Regions from separate parts of the Mus musculus genome. Here region 2 is linked to region 1. Evidence: chromatin contacts called from public HiChIP or PLAC-seq data. All regions are on one chromosome and are shown on one strand. The core of a region is the stretch at or near the end of the contact, and the rest is flanking DNA. Distances in the headings are between cores, read along the strand shown.

What was found. HiChIP or PLAC-seq counts read pairs in DNA pulled down with a chosen protein or histone mark.
Region 2: a contact with region 1 is called in an H3K4me3 HiChIP or PLAC-seq map of embryonic stem cells, with 9 read pairs. The contact joins the promoter of Mpp3 here to the promoter of Fzd2 in region 1. A contact is called at or near these places in 1 of 39 promoter capture datasets (pre-B cells) and 1 of 115 datasets of contacts at active chromatin or transcription factors (embryonic stem cells).

Annotation. Positions count from the first base shown.
Region 1 is chr11:102,601,954-102,605,792 of GRCm38.p6, forward strand. It overlaps Fzd2 (frizzled class receptor 2), which reads left to right and starts at 2,478. Exons shown (of 1, transcript NM_020510.2): 1 at 2,478-3,839. The coding sequence starts at 2,779.
Region 2 is chr11:102,025,380-102,029,080 of GRCm38.p6, forward strand. Mpp3 (membrane protein, palmitoylated 3 (MAGUK p55 subfamily member 3)) reads right to left here and starts at 1,576. Exons shown (of 19, transcript NM_007863.2): 1 at 1,488-1,576; 2 at 353-477; 3 at 2-120. The coding sequence starts at 377.

The DNA of each region.
Region 1 (3,839 bases), core at 1,228-3,727:
CTTAACTGCTGAGCCATCTCTCCAGCCCTTACTGTTTTTTTTTTTCTTTTTTAAATTGATTATGTTTTATTTATTTTATGTGTACTGGTGTTTTACTTGCCTGCATGTGTATCACACTTACATAGTACGCAGGTCAGAAGAGGGTGTCTGATACCCTGGAAATGGAGTCACCGAGGTTCAGGAGTACTAAGGAGGTTCTGGGAATTTTACCCTTTGAGCCGTCTCTCAAGCCCCAGAACACGTTCTTCTTAAAGAGAGAGGGAAAGGAAACATATTCAAGACTCCAATAAGGAAGTTGAGGGTGGTGTCACACGCCTTTAATCACAGTACATCTAGAAGAAGGCAGATCTTGAGAGTTTGAGGCCATCCTGGTCTACACATAGAGTTTCAGGTCAGCCAGGGCTATACTGGGAAGCTCTTTAATAAATTCCAATAAAGAGCATATTCAAGTTGTAAAGAACTTGAATACTTGTTTGTTTCTTTTCTTTCTTCCTTCCTTCTTTCTTTCTTCCTTCTTTCTTCTTCTTTCCTCTTTCTTCAGACAGGGTTTCTCTGTATAGCCCTGGCTGTCCTGGAACTCACTTTGTAGACCAGGCTGGCCTAGAACTCAGAAATCCGCCTGCATCTGCCTCCCAAGTGCTGGAATTAAAGGCGTGCGCCATCGCCACCCGGCTTTTTTTCTTCTTTCTTTCACTCTCATATTGCAGCCAGTTAAGTCTGGCCAGGAATGTCTGGTAATTCTCCTGTCTCAACGTCAACTTCTGAGATTACAGGTGTGAGCTACTGAGAATTTACAATGATTCATCTAGTCAAAAAACCAAAACCAAACCAAACCAAAAACAAAACAACGAAACCAGGTGAGGCCAGGTTCATTGTATCCTCTTCTCTCCTTTAAGTTGCTGTTCCACGGTTTCTGAATACAGCCCAATCCAAGATGCCTGCAGGGAGCAGCTTCGCCAGTTGGGAGGATTTGGCCCATACTGAGAAGCAAAAGCGGCTTTCTAAACCCAGTCGTCCTGTCCTTCTTTTCAAGTTCTCCTCCTCTTTCTCTCCAGAGAGACAACAGAAATAATTGATCCATCATCCGGTTCCAGACACAGATTTCCATGCAAATTCCCTTCCCTCTCCAGACCTCAAAGTTACAATCCTAGTGTGAAGGGAGTTGGGGGTGGGGGGCATTTCTTCGGGCCACCTCACCCCTCAGCCAGGTGAGAAGTGAGAGGAGAAATTCTGTACTACAACCCCAGCCTTCCTCCCTCTCTCCAGCCGTACACACCATCTTTCTGGTGTGGAATCACTTAAAGTTTGGGTAAAACTCCCTTTTCTCCCAGGAGATCAAATCTGGAAGCTTTTAGGAGGCGGAGCAAGGATTGGGAGGGAGAAGGCAAATTCCCCAAAACGTTCGTCAGACCTAAGAGAGTCGTTTCTTTACTCAAAACTGCCCATCACCCCCGCCACCCCACCCCCCCAGCCATTAACTTTCGATTAAGACCTCCTCCTTATGGCAACTAAACTTTACTTTGCATAATTAAGATTTTCCTCGGAAAGGGGGTGGATTGAATCCTCAGCTCCGGGCCTTTCTCCTTCACTTCACCCCCCAACCCCCGCCCCAGCCCCGCAGCCTGGCCTCTGAGTTCCTGAATTTTCTCACTTTGAGGTGCCACTAAACACAAAGAACCATAATGGGCTCCTTTGTGCTCGCTATGGGGCAATTACACCCCGGAGTCCCGGCCCCTTTAAGAGCCTCTTAAAGAGACAGGCTCTCGTTTTTCAGAGGGTTACTTTTGGGTGTGTGTAGGGGGAGGGGCGAGGAAAACTTCTAGGAGTCCTTGTTTAGGGTGAAGTGACACTTTTACCTCGACTCTCTGAGAGGGATTGAGAGACGTCTTTGCAAGCTATTCGCTAACGTGCTTTAAAAACATACATATTTCTCTCTCTCTCTCTGTATATATTTTTTTAAACGGGATTTTTCACTTGGTTTTATAAATGGTACTGAAAAGGGGGGAGGGGGCGGTGAGCAGGGGCAGGAGCAAAGAGCTCTTGTACCTCAGAGGGTTTGGGCTCTAGGGCCACAGATTAGGCTAGAGTTGTCTGGGTCGGATGCCACTTTGAGAAAACGTGTCTCCGGATCTTTCCTGGGCGACTCCGAAGCAATCACGGACTGAGCAAACAGCTCCTAATATAATAATAGCTTGTCTCTTTAAAAAAGCAGAAGGAGGGGGGTAGAGTTTTCTTGGCATCTGGTTTCTGATCTCATTATGTTGTGGTCGACCAATCCAGCCCTTGGGGCTGGTCCTCCAGTTTAAATCTGATTGGCCGAGAGCACATTTTGGGATGGTGCAAAGCTCGACGGGGCGGTTTCAAGGATCCCTTTTGAGGGGGGGCTGAGGAGAGGGCGGGGCCGCCAGTGGGGGCCCCCTTGAAACCGACTAATTGGGATCGGAGAGGCCGAGGTGAGGGCTGAAGGAGGCACAAAGGAGTCGCTGGGTAGAGGAGGGTGGGGAGAGGGGAAGCCCAGAGGCTAGAGGAGGAAGAGGAGCTAGGGCAGCGGTGCGCCGCGTCTCCGACCCTCAGTCCGACCGCGGCGAGCCAGCAGGCGGGTGCGCCGCCCCCTCCCCCGCCGCCCAATCTCCCCAACTCTGCGGCCGCGAGCAAAGTTTGCAAGGAGACGCGGGAGGCGGCCGGGCAGCTAGGCGGCAGCGGGGAAGGCGCGCGGTCTCTGGGTTGGGGGCGGGGGCTGGGGGGCGCCCAGGAGCCGAGTGGGGGGCGGCGGCCAGCATGCGGGCCCGCAGCGCCCTGCCCCGCAGCGCCCTGCCCCGCCTGCTGCTGCCACTGCTGCTGCTGCCGGCCGCCGGACCGGCCCAGTTCCACGGGGAGAAGGGCATCTCCATCCCGGACCACGGCTTCTGCCAGCCCATCTCCATCCCGCTGTGCACGGACATCGCCTACAACCAGACCATCATGCCCAACCTTCTTGGCCACACGAACCAGGAAGACGCGGGCCTGGAGGTGCATCAGTTCTACCCGCTGGTGAAGGTGCAGTGCTCGCCCGAGCTGCGCTTCTTCCTGTGCTCCATGTACGCGCCGGTGTGCACAGTGCTGGAGCAGGCCATCCCGCCGTGCCGCTCCATCTGCGAGCGCGCGCGCCAAGGCTGCGAGGCGCTCATGAACAAGTTCGGCTTCCAATGGCCCGAGCGCCTCCGCTGCGAGCATTTCCCGCGTCACGGCGCGGAGCAGATCTGCGTGGGCCAGAACCACTCGGAGGACGGAGCTCCTGCGCTACTCACCACCGCGCCACCTTCTGGGCTGCAGCCCGGCGCGGGTGGCACCCCGGGCGGCCCTGGCGGTGGTGGCTCGCCACCGCGTTACGCCACTCTGGAGCACCCTTTCCACTGTCCCCGCGTCCTCAAGGTGCCGTCCTATCTCAGCTATAAGTTTCTGGGTGAGCGCGATTGTGCCGCGCCCTGCGAGCCCGCACGGCCCGACGGCTCTATGTTCTTCTCGCAAGAGGAGACTCGTTTTGCCCGTCTCTGGATCCTCACATGGTCGGTGTTGTGCTGCGCTTCCACTTTCTTCACGGTCACCACCTATTTAGTGGACATGCAGCGATTTCGCTACCCAGAGCGGCCCATCATCTTTCTGTCCGGCTGCTACACCATGGTGTCAGTGGCCTACATTGCGGGCTTCGTTCTCCAGGAGCGCGTGGTATGCAATGAGCGCTTCTCAGAGGACGGTTATCGCACGGTGGTGCAGGGCACTAAGAAAGAAGGCTGCACTATACTCTTCATGATGCTCTACTTCTTCAGCATGGCCAGCTCCATCTGGTGGGTGATTCTGTC
Region 2 (3,701 bases), core at 326-2,825, 580 kb before region 1:
CCTTCATTAAATAACTGAGGCTCTTCTCACTGAAGACATCTCTCAGGAAGCCCATCTCCTCCCTGTGGTTGGAGTCAGGCCTGAGCTGAGAGGTGAGCAGTGCCAGGGTCTCATGCAAACCTGAGGAAGAGCCAGAGAAACAAGGTCCAGTAACAGTGGCACTTCCTGTCCTTGAAAAGTCTCGCAGACAACACTCCCATCCTGCCTTGACACCGTTCACCCTGCAGGCTCAGGCCTGCCGGGCAACAGATCGGTCAGAGGCAGCTGCTACAGCACTGGTCCTGCTTATGGTTTGGTTTTCTCCAATCCTGGGAGGCCCCCCGAAGCTGCAGCCCAGGTTAAGGACACTCACCCGAGTCTTCAGACAGTACTGGCATGCCTGTGCCCAGCAGGTCCCCAGCTGTCCCTACAGTTTGTGTGGGTGGGAGAGGAATCTCTCAGTAATGAACACACATCACCAGGATCTGCTTATGACCTCTGTGAGGACAGAAGAAATAAGATGGGGGGTGGGGGGGAGAAACAGTCACTTTTTGGGGAGGAGGTTGGGCAGGGAGCAAGACTTCTTGGGCGCCCCCAATACACTAAAGATGCTGCTCTTTTCTGACTATGCAGAAAGCCTTAAAGGATGAACACCAATGCACCCATTTTACTGATTAGGAAACAGAGACTGGGCATCCCTAAATAACTTTTGAACCAGAATAGGTACTCAGATCACTTCTTCCAGACTGACCTTGGCCTAAAGTCCCCCTGCTTGTGCGGTATGCTCTCGACCACAAGCTCTGTCCTCTCTATTGCTGGTACCTTCCAAGAGTGCTTGCTCAAGTCTCAATATCCCTTCAACAAGTACCTGGTTAAGGCCTGCAAGAGCTCCCACCGCCGACCCCACCTCCAGCCCCCAACCCAAAGAGAGCCTCCAGTCTGAAGACAGAAGAAGTGAGAGCGGAGTTTCTGTTCTACCGGAAGCAGGTACCCTATCTCAAGAGCTCCCCTCCCCAGGTGCTCTGTAGCACGTGGACCTCAAAAAAGTCCTCCTTCAGAGAGGGACAAGGACTCATGATTCATTCATTCGACAGACATGGAGCCAGCCCGCTGCGTGGAGCACCAGTCACATCGAAGGCAGAAGAATGGTACCCGACCCCCGCCCCCACGCCGGGCTCACCCCTCGGCGGCTTCCAGCTGCGGCCCCCGACTGCCCCCGACTTCCCCACACAAACACACACTCCCGGCTCCAGCCGGTTTCCCAGAGGAGCTGGGGGGGGGGGAGCAAACCCCCGAGGTGGGGGGAGATGGGATGCAGAGCGGCGGGAATGAGCGGGGCGCACGGGATGCGCGGACGCCGAGCAGTGAAGGGGACCGCGGGCTGGGAACGGAGCCCCGCCGGGGAGGGTGGGCCGCAAGGCAGTGGTGCACCCGAGGGGCGGGTCTCCGCTCCCCCTCCCCTCCCCGCCGCGCACCAGGTCCCTTGTGTGCCACGCGCTGCTTCTTACCTCGTCGCGCCAGGATCTGGGATCGGTGACCCGGAGCCGCGCGGGAGCCACCAGCCTCCGCTGCTACTGGCTCCGCCTCCGCCGGCCCCTCCCTGTCGCGGCGCGCGGGGTCGGGGCAGCGCGCACGGGCGGGGGCGCAGCGCGGGCCCGGAGGGGTGGAGCGCGGCCCCGCAGGCCCCCCTCGCAGGCCCCGCCCAGCGCCCCCGGCTCCCGGTGGACACCTGCTCCGCCGAGAATCCGATTTTGCAAACATTGATTGAGAGCCCCGCAAGTGCCAGGCACTGTGCCAGGGGCTGGAGCTTCAAAGCCAAACGAGGAAGAGAGGCTGTGCTGGGTCATTAGCAAGCCGAGCAGGGGGCGGGGGGCGGGGGAGGGGGGCGGGAGAGGGGTGTGCAGCGGGCAGCAGCCCGGCCAACCCGTGGCAACAATGCTACGTGCTGCGAAAGATTTATCGGTGCACGCTGCCCTGGGGACGGGGAGGCGCGAGGGAGGAGAAGTACGCCTGGGAAGAAGGCAGCTGGATGCTGCCTGCCTGGGTGGGAGGAGGTAGGGCTGAATAAGAGAAAAAAAAGAAAAAAGAAAGAAAGAAAGAAAAAAAAAAGAAAAGAAAAAAGACTCTAGTGTCCCAGGCTTTACTGGGGCGGGGGCTGGGGGAGGAGGTGCGGTGGCTCCGAAATAGCTGGTTTCTATTGTGCTCCCTCTATCCCCATATACTCCTAGGATTACCGATTATTAGCCTCAGATAGAGAGCCAAAATTATTTCCTCGCTTCAGTTAAAGAAACTGATGTGTATGCAGGAAGCAGTAGAAAGGTACCACTGTGTGAGTGAGCAGTGGTGTGGTGTAGGGGTCTTAGAGGATGAGACGTGGTCTGGTGGGTGTGTCCCCTCCCTTCAAATAACAGCATCAAAGAACAGCGCATTCTAAGCCGGTTAGGAGGCACATGTCCCAGAGAGGTAGGCAGTCGACAGTCTTTGCAGCTTGCAGTGAACAGGCAGGCTGTAAGAGGGCAGCAAATGTCACCAAGAAATTTCCCTTCGTCCCTCAAGCTGCTCCAAATTGTGTCTATGAGTCACCTGAGGCTTGTGGGGCAAGTAGTATCAGTCTACATTTATGACAGGCCCCAGTGACGTGATATGGGTAGACAGACAGCAGGCCCCATTTAGAGCAGAGAAAAACTAAGAAATGGTCTTGGTTAGGTTTTCTACTGCTGCGTTGAAACACCATGACCAAAAGGCAAGTTGGGGAGGGAAGGGTTTACCTGGTTTACACTTCCATCACAGGAGGAAGTCAGGACAGGAACTCAAGCAGGGATAGAACCTGGAGGCAGGAGATGATGCAGAGGCCATGGAGGGGTGCTGCTTATTGGCTTGTTTCCCGTGGCTTTCTCAGTCTGCTTTCTTGTAGAACCCAGGACCACCAGGCCAAGGATGCCACCACACACAACGGTCAGGGCCCTCCCCACTTGATCACTAACTGAGATCCTTACAGCAAGATCTCATGGAGGCATTTCCTCAGCGGAGGCTCCTTTCTCTCTGCTGACTCTAGCTTGTGTCAAGTTGGCACACAAAAGCAGCCAGTGCACGGTTTTTTGTTTGTTTTTATTTTTATTTTTGGCCTTGAAACAGGATCTTACTCTGTAGACCAGGCTGGCCAGGAACTCACAGAATCCACCTGCCTCTGCCTTCTGACCTCTGGGATCACAGGCACGTGCCACCATACCTGACACAGACGTGCTTTTTCTGGTGGTGCTTAAGCTTTGAAAATTTTGAAAAGCCAGATGATGTTTTCTTTACTAGAGCAACAACAGAGGGTGTTCAAACAATGGTTTTGTACATGGTGTGTGTGTGGTGGTGGTGGTGGGGGACTCAGTCTCTACTTCACACAATATACAAAATTGAATTTTTTTTTTTTTTTTTTTTTTTTTTTTTGGTTTTCTGAGACAGGGTTTCTCTGTGTAGCCCTGGCTGTCCTGAAACTCAATTTGTAGACCAGGCTGGCCTTGAACTCAGAAATCCGCCTGTCTCTGCCTCCCGAGTGCTGGGATTAAAGGCGTGCGCCACCACACCCAGGACAAAATTGAATTTTTAAGAGATACTATAAACCTAATTAAATTAATACAACTCCTAGAAGGAAACATATTTAAATACTGGTGTACGCATAGATTTATTAGAAAAGATTTTAAAACAACTACATAAATGTCTCAACTGTGGGG